Linked DNA regions of Zea mays: all the other regions are linked to region 1. A link is a contact called in public Hi-C data. All regions are on one chromosome and are shown on one strand. Each heading gives the region's core, a stretch centred on a gene start, on an enhancer-like site or on the middle of the called end of the contact. The rest is flanking DNA. Distances are from core to core; before and after follow the strand shown.

Evidence for each region. Hi-C and Micro-C count contacts between places; a contact is called where the count stands out from the background.
Region 2: a contact with region 1 is called in a Hi-C map of tassel, with 2.1 times the contacts expected there. The contact joins the promoter of LOC732776 here to the promoter of LOC100383306 in region 1. A contact is called at or near these places in 2 of 25 Hi-C or Micro-C datasets (tassel and an unstated tissue).
Region 3: a contact with region 1 is called in a Hi-C map of leaf, with 3 times the contacts expected there. The contact joins the promoter of LOC100283468 here to the promoter of LOC100383306 in region 1. A contact is called at or near these places in 5 of 25 Hi-C or Micro-C datasets (endosperm, leaf and leaf mesophyll).

The regions. Positions count from the first base shown.
Region 1 is chr10:13,130,903-13,136,006 of Zm-B73-REFERENCE-NAM-5.0, reverse strand. It overlaps LOC100383306 (ubiquitin carboxyl-terminal hydrolase 12), which reads left to right and starts at 2,858. Exons shown (of 31, transcript XM_020545177.2): 1 at 2,858-3,107; 2 at 3,257-3,338; 3 at 3,454-3,604; 4 at 3,699-3,856; 5 at 5,040-5,104. The coding sequence starts at 3,078. It also overlaps the pseudogene LOC118473509.
Region 2 is chr10:13,492,652-13,497,755 of Zm-B73-REFERENCE-NAM-5.0, reverse strand. LOC732776 reads right to left here and starts at 3,100. Exons shown (of 5, transcript NM_001371651.1): 1 at 2,885-3,100; 2 at 2,553-2,784; 3 at 2,142-2,441; 4 at 525-653. The coding sequence starts at 3,045.
Region 3 is chr10:12,864,979-12,870,082 of Zm-B73-REFERENCE-NAM-5.0, reverse strand. LOC100283468 reads left to right here and starts at 2,756. Exons shown (of 8, transcript NM_001369665.1): 1 at 2,756-3,009. The coding sequence starts at 2,888.

The DNA.
Region 1 (5,104 bases), core at 1,609-4,108:
TATTTTAAAAGATGTAGGACCACTCTAAAGTTCTAGAGATAACTTAATTTTGATTGACAACACAACATATGGTCATACATATGTTATTGCTACATTATTTTTTCTCGTTGCAACAAACAGGTATTTACCTAGCATGAATATAAAATGACATTGCTCTATAACTATAAGTGCTGATGTAAATTTCATCCCAAAAATGAAAAAAGCAATAAGCAGCAACATAGTTGTATAAGAAAAGAGTTACCTCATCAGAAAGTTTATATGCAAGTTGTGCTCTCCTTACATCAATGGGTGTGTCTATATCAAGACCTAAACCGAGAGCATTTTGTGATTTCATAATGTTCTTGAGATGCAAAAAGAGATATATGGAACAATAAGTATAACAAAAATATATTGATGGTATGACTTCAGAATTGAACTAACACCTAAACAAAACTAAGAAGGTATGCAGAAAATTAACGAGTATTTTTATAATCAATTACCTGGGAATCAGTTGCCTGCAAAGAATTTGACATGGTTATAACATGGGCCAACTGAAAGCTCCAAGTATCTCATTCATATATCAAAGCATAGACACTTGCCCACCTTTGTTCCATATCAACATCACGATCACTTGTTTCCAACCTCTCTCTGTATATGCGTCTACCAATCTAGTAAAACAAGCAAAGAGGAAAAAGGTATCTTATTGGCATAAAACATAGCGAATGTGGGATATAGAGACGAAAACAATAAGAACATAGGAGATAGATCGGGAGATAATACCTCCATGTGCATGTTAGCAACATCTACATCATCAAGCCCAGGGTTTTCAGCATCACTTGAGTCCACACTCCTAAATAAATTATATAAATATCAAATACTTGGATTACAAGCAACATAGATGTTTCATGTCTTGAATTTAAATATACGACATTGGTAGAAACACATTAACTAGCCTAAGGATAAAGAGCATACCAAGAGCGACTTCTGTACCTTGTGCTTGAGTAAGGAGAGCGAGATCCATACCTTTCGCTTAAAAATGTGCTTTTTTAGAATCAAAGCACATGGCTTCAAAAACACAGATAAATGTGCTAAAGGTAAATGGTTGCTTTGGAATTGACATGGCACTAAAAAGGAAAAGTTTTAGTTGTACCTAACACCAAATAATATATATGAGATAACCACAACTGAAACTATAAGAAAGAAAAATTGCCACTAATTAAAGCATTCTATGTAGTATCATTTCAGACATTAAGGCTAGTACAACATTACATAAAACAGTGGAATTTAGCACAAAGTTTATACACGGGGAGAATAGATATTTTACATAATATGGTTCTGTCATGAAAAAACTTACTTGATTGTCTGTCCCAACAAACCCAGAAAATTGAGATATGTTTCCCTTTAAAAAATAATTCTGCAGAGAATCAACATAAATCTTTACTCTGAATTATCATAGCTGCAAAGGCGTTGTAGGCGACCGCGGGGAGGGGCACGACCTGTCTTGGGTGACAATACAACTTTCATCATCAGCTAAAGCAAGGTCCCCAGCGCAAAAACTATTTACAAAAATATCTGTCGTCCTCTGTCGGACAAGAGCGTCTCTCAGCGTAGTACCAAATTTTCCTCTACCGGGAAAAAGGCGAAGAAAGAAACTAACAGACAGACAGTCATTAAAAGCTCCGGCGACTATGCTCCCGCCTCCGTTGGCGATGAGCAGTTCAGGTCGAGATCGAACACGGTGGGCTTCCTCGCCGACACAGCGACCGATGGCGACGGCGACAGATCCACTACCGACGAACAGTCCGAGTCGCTCTACGCCACGGTGACCGTCGACGCCAGCTTGAGCACACGACACCCTGCTTCCGCGGTGGCTGCGGTCTGCCCGAAAAAATAGTACAGGTGCGTAACGGGGATGCTGCCAAAAGGGAAGCGTACGACGGCGGCGCCCGTGCCCGTTCCCGCGGCCGCCACGCGGTGGAACAGGTCCAGCTTGAGCGACGGCAGGAGCGGCATGGGCGCCTACGCATCACCGCCGCCGCTGACGGGGAGGGGGGGAGATGCCGTCTGGCAGTGGCATGCGCCGTCCCATCGGTGCCTGGCCCTGGCTTGCGCTCGCCTCGGCGTCGGTGCCGTGGGTTTCCACTGCGACCCTCCTCCATGTAGAGTGGAGGCATTGCCCCCGTCGCCGAGGTCGGTATCGTCGTCCTCCATGGTGAGGGGAGCGACGGCCGATTCGGCCGTTGGCTTGTGAGCGGGAGAGGAGGCGGAGGAAATGGGGAGGAGGGAGAACCTGCTGTAAATGAATAGTGGGAGAGGAGGCGAAGGAAACTGGGAGGGGGCACGGACTGCCAACATGCGGCCACTCATCGGAGACTGTATGGATGGGAGAGGCAGAACCATGGTGCACGCGGTCTACACTAAGATCTTATAGAGTAGTAAAAATTAGGGACAGAGGCGGAGGGCCCATTGTGGCTAAGTATAGCTTAAGCCATACCTAATTGAGAAAGACGATAATAATCACAAATCATATAATTCACAACTCGCACTTGCACTTTAAGTATTAAGAAGTCATTTAAGTATAATGATAGACAAATGCAATTGTCTAGATCTCCAAGACTTATCTAGGAAAATTATAAGTATAATATTGTATTATCTATTTTTTTACTGCGCACATGTTTCTTAACAATTTATTCTAATTTTAGACAATGTTCTACTTTTATATATGTTTGTGCATTTTTATTTTGCAATTTAATTGGTTTGTGTGCTAAATATTATACGAAGTAGAGCAATACCAAAAAAAATTTATCCGTCCTCCGCCACTGATTAGGGAGAAGATAGAGTTGAGAATCATAACAGAGAAGCCTGTTAAAACGAGTGTCATAATAGAAAAAAAAACTCCAAATCGTTCCCGACAGCACGCGACCGACCCGTGCTCCGCTTCACCATATCAGCAACTTCCCCTCGTCTGCCTCGGCCTCGGGCTCGCATCCGCCCTCGACCTCGGCCGTTCTTCCTCCTGTTCCCGCCGCCGTCCGCCGCCGCCGCTGCTTGGCGGCCGCCTCTCTCACACCCACCGCAGTGCGGGCGACGAGGACCCCATGACTATGATGACGCCGCCCCCTCTCGAGGTACGTGCTCTCATACAAAAGCTAGCTCGCCCCGATCTCCGCGGCCAGCCCCCCTCGCCGCCGCGCCGATGAGGGTGCTCGGGTGCGCGCCAAGGTTTACGCGCCGAGCTGGATCTGACTCCTCAGCCCGCGCTCTTCCCTCCTCGCAGCAGCAGCAGGGGGACGAGATGCTGGTGCCGCACCAGGAGCTCCCTGTCGCTGGCCCAGAACCTGCCCCACAGCCGATGGAAGGTGAGGACTTGAGCCTTCTCTCGCCCTCTGTGCTTGTGTTGGTGTGTTTATGTGTTTCAGTTCTCGTTGATGTCATCTCACACGTGGTGGTTGCTGTCGTGGTTGCTGCTGCTAGTTGTTGCGCAGACAGAACCCGCCAACACAGCGGAGACCCAGCCACCCGAGGACCCGCAGACGTCGCGCTTCACCTGGACAATTGAAAGCTTCAGTCGTCTTAACACTAAGAAGCACTACTCTGATGCGTTCGTCGTTGGAGGATACAAATGGTGACCTTTTGGATCCCTTGCCACTGTGACCGCTACTGGAAGCATGGGTAGATGTCTGGAGAGTTTTAATGGACGTGCTACTTTTTGCTTGCAGGCGTGTGCTAATTTTCCCCAAGGGGAACAATGTGGATCACTTATCGTTGTATTTGGATGTTGCGGATTCTGGGAGCCTCCCATATGGGTGGAGCCGGTATGCTCAGTTCAGCTTGGCTGTTGTGAATCAGGTCCACCCAAAGTATACAATTCGGAAAGGTATCTCTTTCTTCATTTAATGGTCTTATGCTTGTCTTGTGAATGCCATTCCATCATGGAAGTTTTAAGGGCTATAATTTACAAGTCTTCAACTGAGCTGGAACATGATGAGTCCATTGCAGCTATTTGATCATTGACACTTGTCAAACTTTTATCATGATAGCATGATGTTATATCTGGAATGAGGTGCACATTCTATTTGCCCATAATTACAACTAATATACAAAATCATAGACAAGGGTGAATCTCTTTCCCTATGTTATTCTGAATCAGGATATGTGTATGAAGCACATGCGTGGTACATAAAGTTTTTAAGTTCAATATAATGTTTATTTTAAGTTACTTTAATTTTTAAGGGGATTAATTCACTTCTAGTTTTTTTCATATTTACTTGATTTCTGTAGGATGTTCCTCAGCTGCGTGTCTTTTTCTTAACATTTTTGGCAAAGTGACAACTCAAACTAGCGTCTCAACTCTCATGTGTGCTTGTCATCTTTACTGCATTTGTTATCTTTGAAAAAAAGATTTCTTTGCAAATAGCTGCATTAATATTTTTGAATGTGCCTTTTGTTAGGATGTATGTAGATCATCAATCACATACAGAGTTGATTATTGTTATAGTGCCATTTGTTATAGTGCATGGTATATATATATATATATATATATATATATATATATATATATATATATATATATATATATATATATATATATATATATATATATATATATATATATATATATATATATATATATATATATATATATATATAATGCAATTTGAAACTTGCAAAGATGTATGGATAGGGAATACCGGACCCACATTGCTGCCTCATGAACAATCATTTTTCAAAACTGTGGATTGCAGTTGTGTTTATTTAGATTTCCCAAAAACTCCTAAAAGTTTGTTTCTTACTTTGAACTTTGCTGCTCAGTTACTGAGACAGTTGCTTGAAGCTCCAACCTCCGGTTCAGTTGCTAATAATCTAGCAAGTGATGTATAAATACTATAATTATTTTCCGACAAGGGTTTGATTGCCAACCTTTTTTTCATAAATTTCTTCAATCAGGCATTTTTATGTGTTATTATAATACCTTTACTTTTTTTAGTTACATCGAGTTTCTCACTATTTCTAGAACATTTCTTTTGGTTGAATCTATATGTTGGTCCCATGTTTGGCAGATACCCAGCACCAATTTAATGCACGCGAGAGCGACTGGGGTTTCACATCGTTTATGCCTTTGAGT
Region 2 (5,104 bases), core at 1,851-4,350, 360 kb before region 1:
AAATTCTTTTTAATTTTTGTAAAGTTTGTACAAGATATGAGAACTAGTTTGGTAATCTTTAGCTCTTCTAGTTTTTTTAAATTTACAAACCTGTGCAAGTACTAACTAACTTAGTTTATACATGTGATTTAAAAGAAAAATACAGGCCTTAACTAACATGGTTATCCTCTATATTACCTTATGGAGGATGAAATGCTCGACACAGTGATAAAACTATGACTACAATGAATCTATTCCTAATTAAGTTCAACAAAGAAATATGAAAATCTTTTAGGCCACGTGTGGTACGGTTCAAGCCAAATATACAAATGGTCAACAGGAGATCTGCTCACAGCTCACATCTGGTTTAGATTGTGGAAACACGGAAATATGATATTTAAAATGCAAGCTTAGGTAATAATATTTCTTATCATTTTCTAAACCAATCAGAATATGCTCTAGCAGCTCACGGGTTTGAAAAATATACTTTATTCATTAAGCAATGAATACACTGAATAGAAGGCAAAAGTCAAAAAAAAATGTACCTGTTCCAAAGAGTTCATTCCAACAAGAACTGTCGAGATTTCATTGTTCATTAAGCTGTACTGCATAGCTAGCTTCGTAATGCTTTTCCCCTTCTTTCTACAGTGATCTGCTGCAGCCTTGCATGCTGACTGATAAACAGGCAATATTATACTTGTCAAATAAATTTCTAGCATAGATTGGAACAGTATGTATAAGAAATAAACACAAACCAAAAATATCTTCAGCAACATATAGAAGGCAACATTAACATTTGGTATGCCAAACAGAGTTCTCAATTTCCACACAGATGGTTTATCTTTGAGAGTTCAGTTAAGATACAGATATCATCAAGAATGTTGAGTTGGTGTGTTACCTTAATGCAATGATACAAAACTCCCCTGCGTATTCAAAAAAAAAGTGGTATCCAGGCAATTGTTTAGCCCATCTCTGTTAGTTCCTATGGACTCAGATTGAATAAATTACACTTATGTGTGATTTAGTTTAGATAGATTTAGGAGAAAAAAATACTGTGGTGTGTGTTAGAAAATAAACCCGGCACCGCATAGGTGTGTGGTGTGGCCGTGTGCGTGTATGTACTCTTTACCATATGAAATAGAACGTGTTGTTTTGATCTCCTTTTTGAGCTTTGGATTAAGCTCTTGTTGTCCGTGGATTCAGACTGCCCTTAGGGCATTGTTTATTAGCACGTTGAAGCTGTTCCTTCAACATATTGAGCTAATTCTACACATCAGCACCTTGGAGTTGTTCCACCAAAATAGGGTGCTGCATGAAGGGTAGGGGAGAGCAATTGCTCTATAATTGCTTAGGTTGAAACCATTACATTGCCCCTATATTTAGGAGTCCCTAGCGGACTTCGTTCCCATGCAAACTAAAAGAGTTATTTGGACTCGTCTTTCCTAAGAAACCAATCTCTATTTTAATTCCCATCTAAACAGACCCTCCCGGTTGGAAGGCAAGCTACAATACCAGGCTACGGGTACTGTCCACACCGACCTTGTTTCGAGCCCAGCCGGGTGCCTTGGCCCTTGGCCCAGGCCTTGGTCAACTAGGGCTCTTCTCTGGGTCATGTTGGGCTCAGACATGGGTCCATATTTAAGCCCATGACACCCACTCAAAAATCTCCTCACCATAAGCCCTTAAGTTTTGTTTTATTCTTTTCATTTGTAACTGTAAGCTCTATATAGCCTAAATCTTCAAACCCAAAAATAAAAATATGTTTACTTTGCAATCCTTGTAAATTAATGCTGCGCCTCTTATTATGAAGTATGAACATTTTCCTTCCATGTGATTTGATACAATGGTCGAAAATAAATGAACATGAATTGTACCTTTTCATTTTCTAAGTAGAATTCAGGCATCTATGGGGATCCAAAAAGCATTTTATGGAAAATAGATATGAAATGCAGAACTGAGAAAATTACAGTCCACAAGACAGAATGGTCTGGCTGTGTGATTGAACTACTAGAAAATTATTCTTATTATGTTTTTATACTATCACCATGCCTCTTAGGACAGTAAAAATGGTGGGTTTCACACATTCAGCCACAAAAAACAGAACTGTACTCTAGAAAACTTGTTGTTCAATCAACAGGCATATAACAAATTTAAATATATACCTTAAGTTCTTCTGGTGCAGGGTGCCACTCCGGTGGCCCATTATCTGTTAAAAGACCCATGGAGAGGGGCGAAGCACTGATAACCCCAACACCTTTGCTCTTCAAGTAGGGGAGCAGATCAACAAGGGAGGTGTCATTGATCCCGTAGTGACAATAAGATAGAATCACGTCCACCGAGCCTGGTGCTACACGGTCGAGGACATAAGGGTAGATGCTGAGAGGCAACCCGGTGATGCCAATGAACCGTGCCTTCCCATTCTCCTTGATCTTCTGGAGTGCGGGAATTGTCTCATTCACAATCTACAGCGAGAATGCGAGTCAGTGTGCCCAGATTCCAGGTTAAGCTCACTGCACGGGAGCCAGGCAATTCATCAAAGAGGTGGTGGGCAGGAGCCGTAATCGGGACCGGACCTGTTCGAGATGGGTGAACTCGATGTCATGAGCGTGGAGGATGTCGACGTAGTCCAGCCCCAGTCGGGCGAGGCTCTCGTCTATGCTGCGTGTCACACGGTTGGCGGAGAAGTCGAAACCCTCGTCTTTGTAGCGGCCGCACTTGGTGGCGACGACGACTCGGTCCCGCGGAACGGCCGCGTGGCGGAGGCAATCGCCGAGGACTGACTCCGATATCGTGCCACCGTAGTACCTGAGCGCGGGTGGGCAGTCAGACCACTGCCATCCGTCAGAGGAGGAGGAGAGGGGAGGGGACTAGGGGAGGGATCGAAAGGCGGTGAGGAGTTCCGTACGGTGAGGTATCGAAGAAGTTGATGCCGAGGTCGAGCGCGCGGCGGACGGCGGCGCGGGCGGTGTCGCGGGGCACGTCCCCGAAAACGTTGCCAAGCGGAGAGGCACCAAAGCCGACGGCGCTGACGCGGAGACCCGTACCGCCCAGCTCGCGGAGCTCCATGGCTCGTCACTGGTCGGTAGTCAGGCTCAGGCTTTCTGATGGGTGCGCGCCACGGATTGGAGGGGACTGGGTGCGCGAGCGCGACTGTGCGCCACCGATGGATATGTTTGGTTGCTTATGTTTAGGAGAAGCGGAATGAACAGACTGAAGGGGCTAAAGATGTTTGCTATTAAATACTCACTATATCTTAAAATAAAATTTATTTTATTATTTTAGTGAATTCATAATGCATTCTATATATGTATTTATATTCATCATCATCTGGATAAATATGGCAATAACTAATATACAAATAGCTATTAGGTGCAAACGTGTAAGTGAATATCTTGATCCGTTAAATCTAGATCCAACCGCGTGTCATATTTAGCACTTAAACCTTTCTAACATCACCTCGTGTAGTTTTAACAAAAAAGTCTTAATAAACCAAGATTACATCAGTAGTTGGATCTAGATCTACCTGACCAAAATAACTACTTGCACACTTGCACCTAATGGTTATTTGCATATTAGTCACTGTCAGATAAATATATACATAAAAATCAAGAGTTAAAATGAATACTATTTTGATATGGATGGAATATTAAATAGTAAGAGAATTTTAGCATTCAATTTCTTCTATTTCTCTGTCTTCCAAACAAGTCCTAAGTTTAGTCTCGATGTTTAAAACTTAATTACAAATTTTAAATATAGTCTAATTATAAAATTAATTACATAGATGAAGATGAAGACTAAATGGCAAAACGGAATTATTAAGCCTACACACTCTCAATACAAAATTTTACTTCATGATTTCATAGACTATCATGTCAATTAAATGTTGCATCTAAATGATAATACAAGTGTATAAAATGAATGGAGATGAAACAAATTGCTCGATGGTGGTTTCATATGTTTTTCGATGTCCTGAAAATAAGTTGATATTGTTTCAGGATCATGAAACTACTTCCATCCATTTCACAATTAATATGGTGTTATGTCATACAAAAATCTAATGTGGCACTCTAATTAATATATGAAACAACGACTGAGAATAGCATGATGCTACAAAAATATTTGCTAATCATAGATTAATTAGACTAAATAAATTTGTGTAATTAGTTTTATAATTAGACTATATTTAATACTCGTAATTGACATTCAACGTTTGATATGAACGGATTAAACTTTAATCAAGGAAACCAAACACCCTAGATTCATTAATAGATGCCAGAATACCACATAATCATTCTCCGTGATTGTGAACTAACTCGCGTTGTTTTTGCTGTCGGGGACCATAATTAGGGTTACCCCCAAGACTCCTAATCTCAGCTGGTAACCCCTATCAGCACAAAGCTGCAAAGGCCTGATGGGCGCGATTCAGGTCAAGGCTCCGTCCACTCAAGGGACATGATCTCGCCTCGCCCGAGCCCAGACTCGGGCAAAGATAGCCGACCCAGGAGGATTCACGTCTCGCCCGAGGGTCTCCTCAAGCAACGGGCGCACCTTCGACTCGCCCGAGGCCCAGCTCGGGCAGGCTTCGCGGAGAAGCAACCTTGGCCAGATCGCCACGCCAACCGACCGTATCGCAGGAGCATTCAATGCAAGGATCGCCTGACACCTTATCCTGACGCGCGCTCTTCAGTCGATAGAGCCGAAGTGACCGCAGTCACTTCGCCCCTCCACTGCTGACCTGACAGGAAAACAGCGCCGCCTGCGCTACTCCGACTGTTGTGCCACCCGTCAGGGTGAGGCTGACAGCCGCCAAGTCCGGCCTCAGGCGCCATAGGAAGCTTCGCCTCGCCCGACCCCAGGGCTCGGACTCCACCTCGACCTCGGAAGACGGTCTCCGCCTCGCCCGACCCCCGGGGCTCGGACTCAACCTCGACCTCGGACGACGGACTCCGCTTCGCCCGACCTCAGGGCTCGGACTCAACCTCGACTCCGGAAGACGGTCTCCGCCTCGCCCGACCCTAGGGCTCGGACTCAACCTCGACTCCGGAAGACGGTCTCCGCCTCGCCCGACCCCAGGGCTCGGACTCAACCTCGACCTCAGACAACGGTGTCCGCCTCGCCCGACCCC
Region 3 (5,104 bases), core at 1,507-4,006, 270 kb after region 1:
CAACTTTGGTATCATCTTCACTCATATTTTGTTCGCCAAAGGGGGAGAAAATAGTTAGAAGGGCTTATACTTCACTCAAGTATCCATTTTTGGCGATTCATGCCAAAGGGGAGAAAGTATTAGCCCAAAGCAAAAGGACCACACCACCATCAATTTTCTAAAAATTTGAGTTAAGAAAAGTTTTTTGGTGATTTCCCATGATGTGTTTCCAATTGATATCTTATTTTTGATAGAATTTAAAATTGGTACAACCCTTTCAAAACTAATATCTAAAACCCTCTTGAACACTAAGAGGAGAATTTTATTAAGGGGGAGTTTTGTTTAGTCAAAGGAAAAGCATTTGAAACAGGGGGAGAAAATTTCAAATCTTGAAAATGCTTCTAAACTTATTCATTTACCTTTGACTATTTGCAAAAGGACTTTGAAAAGAATTTACAAGAGAATTTGCAAAAAACAAAACATGTGGTGCAAGCGTGGTCCAAAATGTTAAAAATATAAAGAAACAATCCATGCATATCTTATGAGAATTTATTGGTTCAAATTCTCAGTAACCTTTTGCACTTACATTATGCAAACTAGTTCAATTATGCACTTGTATATTTGCTTTGGTTTGTGTTGGCATCAATCACCAAAAAGGGGGAGATTGAAAGGGAAATAGGCTTACACCTTTTCCTAAATTGATTTTGGTGGTTGAATTGCCCAACACAAATAATTGGACTAACTAGTTTGCTCTAGTCTATAAGTGTTACAGGTGCCAAAGGTTCACAACAAGCCAATAAAAAGACCAAAGATGGGTTCAAATAAAGAGAGCTAAAGACATCCCAAAGGCACCCTGGTCTGGCGCACCGGACTGTCCGGTGTGCTACCGGACAGTGTCCAGTGCACCACCGGACAGTGTCCGGTGCACCAGGGAACCTGAAGCTGAACTCGCTACCTTCGGGAAAATGGGAGGCCGATCCGCTATAATTCACCGGACTGTCCGGTGAAGCACCGGACAGTGTTCGGTGTGCCAGCGGAGCAACGGTTACTTCGCGCCAACGGTCGACTGCAACCACATTAAATGCGCTACAGTGCGCGCCAGAGTCAGAGCACGCGCAGAAGGGGCACCGGACAGTCTACAGGACCTGTCCGGTGCACCACCGGACAGCCCAGAGGCCCCACCAGTCAGATCTCCAACGGTCAGAACCCAACGGCCGGCTGACGTGGCTGGCGCACTAGACAGTGTCCGGTGGCGCACCGGACTGTCCGGTGCGCCATGCGACAGACAGCCTTCCAACGGCCACTTTTGGTGGTTGGGGCTATAAATACCCCAACCACCCCACCATTCATTGCATCCAAGTTTTCCACCTCCAACACATTACAAGAGCTATAGCATTCAATTCTAGACACAACCAAAGAGATCAAATCCTCTCCCAAGTCCGGAATCACTCCAAATCAAATAGTGACTAGAGAGAGCGACATTTGTGTTCATTTGAGCTCTTGCACTTGGATTGCTTCTTTTCTTTCTCATTCTTCTTGTGATCAACTCAATTGTAACCGAGACAAGAGACACCAATTGTGTGGTGGTCCTTGCGGGGACTTTATGTCCCGTTTGATTGAGAAGAGAAGCTCACTCGGTCTAAGTGACCGTTTGAGAGAGGAAAAGGGATGAAAGAGACCCGGTCTTTGTGACCACCTGAACGGGGAGTAGGTTTGCAAGAATCGAACCTCGGTAAAACAAATCCTTGTGTCTCACTCTTTATTTACTTGCGATTTGTTTTTGCCCTCTCTCTCGGACTCGTTCATATTTCTAACGCTAACTCGGCTTGTAGTTGTGCTTAAGTTTATAAATTTTAGATTCGCCATATTCACCCCCATCTAGGCGACTTTCAACAATTATATACCCGTGGGTCTATTAATGGGAGAGAAAGAGGACCCAATGGGTAGAACAGGTACGCACTCATTAAACCCGTACCCGTGTACCCATGGGTATAATATACCTGGAATATAGCCAACAAATTCTCTAAATTTTTAGCCTAGCTCAATGATTTGTCTTGGGCTCCTCGGTACAACTACATGCTACATAGGCCTTGGGACATATGATAGCAGTAGGCAGACAACCAACCAAAACAATATAGCATGTCCAAGGCTCCAAACTTCTGTGATGTGACTCTTCGTTAATTCGCCAAGCGACCAAGTCGCGCGTAGGCACGTGGCACGCTCGCACCTGGAAGATGGAAGACAGAAGGCCGGATATTACCACTTGACACTCATCATTCGCGCTAAATTAAGTTGGGCAGACATGCGCAACTCTACCACTCTAGACAAGTACGGGTACCTGTCGGGTATAGAATAACCGACATGTTGAGATATGTGTGTGAAATCGTACCCGTGCACGGTTGCAGGTTTTAGAGTGGAGAGTTTTTAATTGATGGGATCGGATCTGGGATAGCAAACCTTCATTGTTGCCATCTCTTGGGTTTCGGATCATCGTATGTTTTTTTTTTAAAAAAACTTATGTGCCCATAAATTATGGCGGGCCAGCCCCTTGATGACCAGGGCACCACTCGGTTTGGCCCTTTTTCGTTTTCGTGTGTTCGCCGGGAACGCACGGCGCCGCGAACCCGTCTAGGAGCGCCTCAACGGTCCGGGGCCACATCCGTCGTTCGTCGATGCCTACCATTCCTGCTGCTCCAGAGAGACAGTTTGGCTCGGCCTCGCTTTTCCTCCACTATAAAAATCCGGTCGCGACGGAGCAAAAAATGGACCCCAGCGTAGCGGAGCCGGCAGCCAAGCAGAAAAATACGAGTATCGCACGCGCAAGGCGATTCCGTCCCCATTCTCCACCCAATAGGGAGCTAGAGCTACGAGACGGGGAAAGGGGGGACGGGAATAGGCGTCGTCGGCCATGTCGTCGTCGTGGAACTCGGTGGGTCTGGCGATCCTGTACCAGGTGCTGGGCTGGGTCGCCTTCGCCGCGTGGTCCTTCAGCTTCTACCCGCAGGTCCTCCTCAACTACAAGCGCAAGAGGTCGGCACGATTCTTGCTCCGCCACTCATTTCTTGCGAACCATTTCCTCCGAGCGGGGATTCACTTTCCGCGCCCGTGCCTTGATTTGGGGCCTCGAGGGGGGATCCACCTTTATTTAATTACTCATGCTTGTGAGGCTCGAATGCTCGATTCGTTCAGCTGTTTGATTCTCTGGTTCGTCTCGTTGCTCTGCAAGCTCGGGACAGTAGGTGACAATTTGTACGGGTTGTATTGAATGACTCTCTCGGTAGAAATTTCAAAACGCAAGGAGAAGCAGGTGATCGTTTCTCCGTTAGCTCTGTAGTGATTTACCTGGAATTCTATCAGTCTCATTCCACCTGCCGTAGGATGTGATCACGAGTAGATTGTGGAGGTGCGTGTGGATTTGTGGAAAAATGTAGAAGGGCATGTCAAAGGATACTGGGTAGTACAAAGTAATTCGTTTGTGGATTGCGAAGTAATTCCTTACCAGGCTAGTAGCAGCTGTTTGCCATGCCCAAGCAGAAATAGCTTTAGGGTCTGAGCAAATATGGACACATCAAACACATGAAAATTGTGTTGTGGGGAGATAAATTAATGTGATATAGTACTGTTGATAGCTGATAGGATCTAGAATCCTACAGTGGCTGCGTAAGTTGTATGGATAGGAGATCTATGGTCGGGACGTGTACACCGGACGGTGCACAGTGCACAAGGAGTAGACGGGCGATAGACACATGGGAGATGGCCCTTGAGGCCAAGCAATATAGTTATCTTGCTTACTTTAAAATAGTTACATTGCCTTTATATTTATAGTCCCCAGAGGGCTTAGCTCCCAAGCAAACTAGAGGAGGAATACTTACAGATTTGGACTCTCCTTTCCTAATAAACCAATCCTATTTTTTAAACCAACTTAAACTTAGCTCCTAAGCAATCTCTATTTTAACTGGAAGACTTGCGGCATCGGGACTGGCATGGTGGCCATGACGCGACGCTCGTAGGTTTGTGCCAGGTGCATGGCCATCTGTAGGTCTTGGTTTCTTGGAGCTTGATGTCGACCTGAATGTGCTTCGGAAGACCCCCAACTAAGAGGTTGACCTTTTGGACTGGCAGAAGATTCGACATGTAGCACACCTATAGGTGACAATAGGCTCTAAATTTTACACTATAAGATTTAAAGATTAGATTGGATTAGGATCGAACCCTATTTCTATTTATTTTTGAACTAAAATTTATTTAGGGCCCTGTCGTTTTGTGAAGAAGCATTTGGATCATGATCCATTACCACCCCTAGCCCCTAGGCACACTAGCACGTTGAAGCGCTCGTGGTAGTCCTGGACCGTGGCATGGAAGGGAGCCTCGCTAGTTTGACGAGACGATTGGTGTGGATGGCTAGGCCAAATCACAGACGCCAAAGATCCTTGAATCACTCCCACGATGGCAATGCCCTCATCTTGCTCCAAGGCATAGTACCGTGTCTGGACCACGCTCACGAGGTGGTAGGAAGCGAGGCAGACTTAATTTGAGGCAAATGTACGCTCCCACTAAAGAACTGCTCGTAATGGTTGAGTAAGTTTAGGGGGTCCTTGTCGTCGTAGGTGGAGAAGTCGAGCTTGCTGAAGTGAGGAACGCCTGAATCGATGGACACATGAGCAGTGTCTACCGTGGAGGGCGCCCGTGCAGATGAGAAAGGTGACCCCTGTGGAAACGTTGGTAGAGCGGGGATGGCAGGGAGGGAAAGTTGATCTGGTGGATGAGAAGGGGGACAAACGAGGCAGCTGTGGCTATTGTGGTGTGTAGGAGGGTGGTAGGTGGCACGACGGGCAGGGTGGTGGAGGGCGGCATAGCGGTGTAGAAGTAGGAACGTCGTCGCCTCGTATCCCGGTATTCCTTAGGGAAAATCTTGGTGCATGGCGCCCACAGAGGCATCCGACGCCTGTTGGTGCTTCAGTGATGATGCATGTGCAACTTTTACCCTCTTTGGTTTCTATTGTGTTTAAAAAATAAAGGTTTAAGTTATTGCTTTGGTCTTAAACAGTTAAGTCTTATCTGATATTCTGATCCGAATATATGCTTCTTCATGAAAAGTCTTTGGTCTATGGCTGATTTAATGTTA